Regions from separate parts of the Xenopus laevis genome. Here region 1 is linked to region 2. A link is a contact called in public Hi-C data. All regions are on one chromosome and are shown on one strand. The core of a region is the stretch at or near the end of the contact, and the rest is flanking DNA. Distances in the headings are between cores, read along the strand shown. Region 1 holds the start of hoxd8.L (homeobox D8 L homeolog). Region 2 overlaps agps.L (alkylglycerone phosphate synthase L homeolog).

Region 1 (3,494 bases), core at 567-3,066, 690 kb after region 2:
AACCAAATTTTGACCTGTCTCTCGGTGAGTCCCAGTGCGTGAGAGACCTCGATTCTCCTCTTCCTGGTCAGGTAAGGGTTAAATAGGAATTCTTTCTCCAGTTCCAGGGTCTGGAAGCGGCTGTAGGTTTGTCTTCCCCTCCTTCTACCGGGGGCAACTGAGCAAAACAAACAGAGAGAGAGACACTCAGATCCTGCGCGTTTACTACTACGTGTACTGTGTGAGTACAGTGGGATGTGCTCTTTGCTCCTTATTTCTATGTTTTGCCTTCCCTCATAGACTTTATAAGGGGAGTTTGGACTGGGATGGCGTGTACCTCCTGTGTACTAAGGGCCTCATCCTTAGCTTCTGTGTACTGACTCCTGTTACTTCTTTAATTAAAACATATACATGAATACAAGCACAACTGTGCCCTGTGTATTTGTGTTGAAATGTGGAGTATATTGATCACTAGTGATTTCTGTGTATATACACATATACCCACATAAATACGTTTATCTGTAGCGAAAGATGAATTTAGTGTATTCGTGTTTGTGTTAGCTTGTGTGTTTCAATGAGTGTGTACAAATGCTGTGTGCACACATATATATAACATATAGGCGCTGTAAACACCCGTATACTGTATTCTATGCATATTCCAAACATTTGATGCAGTGTCTGAATGAACTAAATGTGCAGCATGGTTGTGGGAATGTTTGTACCCTGATGAACTCATGTATTGTGGGCACTAGTTGTACGTGTGTTTAAGTTGTATGTACCTGAGTTTAGTGTGCGAGGGCTGTGTGAATCACTGGGATAACTATACTATATACACAGTGACAGAATGAGCAAAGTACAACAGTACACCTGGTAGTACTAAGCACACACAACGAATGTATTCATGGTTAAGAATGTTCTGAATGCCTAACGTGTAATAAATGCAATATACTTGTGTGACAGTGTTGTGTACAGTAAGTATGTTGTAGAAGTCCTCTGTGTGTAAGAGGGAGAAACAAAGAGAGTGCTGTGTGTGTATACTGGGTGTAATGTAAGTGATGTGTACACCTAGCATGACATGTACATTGTGTGTGTCTGTGTGGGCGGGTGAGAGGAAGATGAGTGTGTAAGACAGAGCTGCGTGTATGTGCAGTTTGCACGGATTGTAAGGTGAGAGTTGTGTACACTAATGTGTAAAGTGAAGGAGAGTGGTGAGTACTTCTGGCGTGTACTATGGGTGTAATGTGTGAGTAGATGAGAGAGAGAGGCAGAGTTATGTTGCACATGCATGAAGTAGTATATGTGTGTGTGTGTATAAAAAAAGCAGAGAGCTGCCCTGACATGTACACAGTGTGTGCAGGAGATGCCCAGTCCCACAGCCCACGTTGCGCCCACCTTGTGCTCTCATCCAGGGGAACATGTGAGACGCAGGCGAGTTCTGATGTAAGTGCTCTGGATCCGCTCCAACACTCGCACAGGGCGATTTACAGTCAGGATATTGGACCGGCTCAGACTCTTGATGGGTCGTAAAAATGTGCTGCCTCTGGAAATGATCGTAGCCATAAAGCTTAGAGGGGTCACCGTGGCAAGTAATCCCACAGGGTGCCGGCTGGTAGCCTGGACTCGGGAGGGTCCCGGGGTGGTGGTGGTAGTAGTCCTGAGGGGCGCTGCTGCTGCTGCTATATACCAACGGGGCCCTGCTGCTGCTGCTGCCAACCTCCTGCCCATAGGGACACTCGTAGAAAGCTGGATTTATGGCGTCTTTGTATTTGGGATACATGGGACTGACAAAGTAGGAACTCATGTGGGCTGGAGCAGCAGCGAGTGAGTGACTAGAGCCCAGCAACACCGCCAGTCCCACTGCTGCTCATCCTGCTGAGCGCTATGGAATAATGACTTGCCTCACTGCCCTCACCATTTCCTATTAGGCACACTGCGCCCATCTACTTCTCTCCCTCTCTGGCCGCACTTTCCAATTACTTCTCCTCAGGCACCACAAGGACCCACGGGGGGTGGGAATGTGCTCCACATACCAGGAAGCGCAGGGACTGGGGCCACAGAGCTGGCGGAGGGATACTCGCGCATTAACCGAGCACAGATTCAAAGCGGCGTTAATGCGCCTTATTGCTAGTGCTGAGCCCCAGAATCCTATGTGTTTAGTAATATAATAATATGTTTCTCCAACGCCTGGTGCAGGTCTGTGTGCTTGTATATAGCCATCTCCTTTTCTATCCTTGATTTTATCTGTACAAACACTGTACATCTGAGAAATAAAAGTAACTGCTAAGACACACACATGCACCCCCTCCCCACCCCTCTTGTACTTTATGTCTGACATCCTGTGCATATATATATAACAGACATTTCAGACCACTGTGGTCCCAGATCCAATTCTGAGATTAATTGTTATAGTGACTGAAATAAGAAAACTTGGCAAAGCAAAGGAAACAAAACCTCAGCATGTCAAAGGCAGTACTCCGACCACTAGGGGAACCAGAGAGGTCAAAGCCCCCTTCCCTATTGAACTGCATCTATAACAGGTACCAGGGATCTTCACCTGACTTCTATAGGAAAAACATTTCTCATATATTTAAAGTATGTGCAATAGAACCCAGGACTTCCCAAGAGTGTAAAAGTAACATAATTCAACATGTGCTATAGGCCTAAACATGTCATTTTATGAAAATACAAGATATTTGCTAAAGAAAAATAATTGCAAGTATTAATCAGATTACATGCAATGAAATCAGGTATTTTTAAAAAATATTTAAATAGGCAGTCCAGAGGCTTTTGGGGGTTTCATTTGGGGTCCTGATGGAGATCCAATTTCTATATGTCTGTGAAACAAATAATCTTCACTGTTTTGAGGAATGGCGCAGGCCCTGTAAAATATTTGCTGAGAGGCTCAGACCTGTTTAATTAGACCAATGATCCCCAACCTGTGGCTCCAGAATAATATGTTGCTCACCAACCTCTTGTATTTTGCTCCCAGTGGCCTGAAATAAGGTGCTTATTTTTGAATTCCTGACTTGGAGGCAAGTTTTAGTTGCATAAAAACCAGGTGTACTGACAAACAGAGCCTCCAGGGCTACTAGATAGCCAATCACAGTCCTTATTTGACAACCCTCAGGAACTTTTTGCATGCTAGCATTGCTCTTCAACTATTTATACATTTCGATTGTGGCCCATGAGGTAAAAATGTTTGGGGAACCCAGAATTTTTAACAAAAGAGAAATAAGTCAATGATGCAAACCCATATTGGCTACTGCAGTGTTGGACTGGGTGAGCCAGGGTCCACTGGGTTCTTCAACTCATGAGCCCACCACTGCCACCTAAGTCAAACTACCCACTGCCACAAACTCCACCATCCATTGCAACTTACCCCACATTGTACCTTCCTGCCTTAACCAGCACCACCCTCCAGCCCCCATTATGTAACTTACTCCTGCCCCAAACTTGTACTTTTGTCCCTCTTGTGGCCACTGAATAATTACCAGGTTTGGGGTCCTGAAAAGCCA
Region 2 (3,256 bases), core at 751-3,250:
TCCAAATTCCACACCCCCAGCCACTGGAGCTGATGAAAGCTGTAACACAAGAACAGTCACAGAGTTGGAAAAAAAAAAAAAAAAGATAAAGGACACTATAAAGTCCTAAAGAAATTGTGCGAGTGAATGAAATTCTTCTATTTGTTCAGGTCCTCATTAATAAATGACGGCCCAATAAAACCTCAACAGTCATAGGGTTGGTTAAAGCCTGAAGTACAGTATAGTTCAATGATTTTCCTCTTCAGCCTTCGTGTTCTATTGACTTTGGACTACCCACAGTGAATGGCTGGGCTGCACAGAAAGGATTCTGTCTCAGGGGTTTATCTCTTTAGTGCCAGGCATCTCTGCATGAGAGACGCGGATTCATATTATTTATTAGTGGGGTCAGTCCTTCAGTGAGATGCTATGTGAAGTAAACAAGGAAAAAAGGCTGTTACCAGAAGGCAGAATCAAGCAATTAGGATCACCGTACGTTTGCCATTATTCATTCTCCGTTTGCGATAAGGCTGACCAATGGGAACAGAGGGCTGACATATCAGGCCGTGCCAGCTGAACCACAGGCGTGTATATACATATACAAATATATCTCCCCTTGCCATCGCTTGAGAACCGGACAACAACCTGATTTTTCTCATGTAGCAAATATTGTGATATCCTAAATTTACTTGCCGTTTCCAGTTACTTTTAAGCATGGTGCACTTCTGGACAAAGGCTGCATTATGTCCGGAAGCAGAGGGGGGGACTATGCAGAAAATAATAGCTCACAGTTGTTTCTGTGGTTAAAAGCACATATACAGGCTTCTTTTGCACAAACACAAGACTATTTCCACAAACAGAAATAGAAAAATAAAGTGGGAAAACTGACAAACAAATAAACAGAGCTTTTGGTCTATTTCTCCAATCTCTGGTAAAGTGGGTTTGCCAGCAGGGTTGAGAATCACCAGAAGGTAATAGAAGTACCTTTAAGAGATAACATATCTACTGTAAAACTGATAAATGGTTACAAAATTAGGAAATGCTGAAAGAATTTACAGAATATTTCTATTTACTCTTGCTGTATGTAAATTGGGGATATTGGTCATATAGTTACAGGTATGGGATACCTTATCTGGAAAAACCATTATCCAGAAATCTCCTAATAACGGGCCAATTCCCATAAAGTCCATTTAAAATAAATAATTCTAGTTTTTTAAAAATTATTTCCTTTGAACAATGAACCAGTACCGTGCACATGATGTAACTAAGCTGCACGAATCCACATAGGTGACAAAATAATCCTGTTGGTTTTATTAAATGTTTAAATGGTTTTTAGCAAAAGGAAATGCCACAATTACACTAATGCACTGTTTGGAGCGTTGGGCGCAAGCTGTATTCCTCTCTGCACAGGTTAATTCCAGCAGCACTCCGATCAGTGATTCAAACTTTTATTCGTGCCACTAGCAAGACAACGTTTCTGGCTATACCAGCCCTTGATAAATACATATACATGTATGCGACCCAAGCCTTTCTGTCCCATGGCATGTTGCTATATTGAATTTTATGTATGTGCAACCAGCAGCTCTGAGGATGTTGCTGAACTATAACGCTTAACTATCCAGCCAGTTGCTGGTGGGATACTGCTGAAAGACAAGCACCACAGGTTAACCTTGTCCAGATTTACACACACACACACACACACACACACACACACACACACGACTAAGGAATTGTGCTATTACAAAAAAACACGTTTTTATGTGAACCAACGTTTTGAATTTGATAACGGTCTGAGAAACATTGGTTCACAAATAAATGTTTTTTCCTTTGCAACAGACCAGAGTGTGCAATGCTGTGTGTGTGGTTTTGCAGAATACTCTGACATCTGCTGGGGTTATATTGAATTTAGAACTGGCTTCTCTTATACAATTCACAGCTGCTTCCAAAGGCTCCATACTTCAGCTTACACCCCTGGGGCGGCACCAAAGCTGCATGGAAGTTCGGATAGGCTGAAGGATCGGTGGGCTGAGATTTGAGGACTACAAGGCTATTGGACAGTGGGAGTGATTTATGAAAAAACTGTTAACACCATTGGATAAGGAAAAAACATGACATCATCTGTTGAATTTCCATAGCGCCACCTTCTTTAATTAACCATTTGTAGGTTCCCCATTCACACAGCTATCTTTATTGTACCACAGCACCACCTTCTGGCAGAGAATATAAATGTTATGCTAGTTAGCAGCCATTAAATGAGAATTCAACTCCATGTTTTGAACCTTAGGGTAAAACTAGACAGGAGGTTATGATCAGAATTTATGGGTCAGATTTTATTTGATTTTGTCATGCAACAGCACAAGACTTGTGGGATTCTATGAGATCTGATCCACCTATAACTAGAATGTAAAGTCGAACCAGATAAGTTGGTGGGAATAATTTGTTCATGCATCTACATCCAACATTCTATGTATTTCAATGGAAAAATAAAGTCGGTCAGACACCATCAGATTTTATCTTGTCGGATGAAGAAGCAGCATCTCTCATGCAACAGTTTTGTCGTGACAGATGGAAAATTTCCAATGCAGTTTACACATCAGGTTTTTGTATCAGTCCCATTATACTCTGACCCATGCAACTACATATGATATGCATTTGTCAAGGCAACACCATCCCACAAAATCTCCTGAGAAGTTTAACCCTTATTGGGAAATATATATATAGGATATATATATATATATATAGGATCAGCACACTCTGTTGATAGTGATAATGAAAAATAAGCATTTTATCAGACTGAAACAGTGCCACATAAATTTGCAGTCTTACCTTTTGCCAGTGAATTCAGCTTGCCCCTTTTTATTGAAAGTGAATTTGGAATCATTATATCCCCATCCATTCCACTTCAGGACTTCTTGCCTGTAAAAATTCAAAATCAAAATGTAAGAGTCAAGCAGGACACTCTCATTGGTTGTGTCACAATACGTTACAGTAAATGATATCCTTATTAATGGTGCTTACTAATGGCATTAGTTATAATTGGTGCTTAGTGATGTCATTTGTGTCACATGACTCATAGAAATGTGTGCATTATATAGTGAATAAAGTACCCCCTCTTGTAAAATATAAGGATATTATAAGTTACCGAGGAGTTTCATGACCATATAAAAACACGAGGCCGAAGGTCATGGAACTCCGAGGTAACTTCTAATATCCTCATATTTTACAACCGGGGGTACTTTATTAATTATAATACACAAATTTCTGTGAGTCATGTGACAGA

What was found. A called contact is a pair of places that touch in the nucleus more often than the background predicts.
Region 1: a Hi-C map of the XTC cell line shows a contact between it and region 2, with 5 times the contacts expected there. The contact joins the promoter of hoxd8.L here to the enhancer-like site in region 2. A contact is called at or near these places in 2 of 4 Hi-C or Micro-C datasets (the XL177 cell line and the XTC cell line).

Annotation. Positions count from the first base shown.
Region 1 is chr9_10L:78,529,252-78,532,745 of Xenopus_laevis_v10.1, forward strand. It overlaps hoxd8.L (homeobox D8 L homeolog), which reads right to left and starts at 1,817. Exons shown (of 2, transcript NM_001089872.1): 1 at 1,372-1,817; 2 at 1-157. The coding sequence starts at 1,780.
Region 2 is chr9_10L:77,840,256-77,843,511 of Xenopus_laevis_v10.1, forward strand. agps.L (alkylglycerone phosphate synthase L homeolog) reads right to left here. Exons shown (of 20, transcript NM_001093104.1): 2 at 2,803-2,892. Among protein-coding and RNA genes, the nearest start is that of agps.L, 29 kb to the right of the region's middle. Within about 2 kb of position 2,001, at least 2 of the 7 cell types and tissues checked have an H3K27ac peak or open chromatin away from gene starts, as enhancers often do.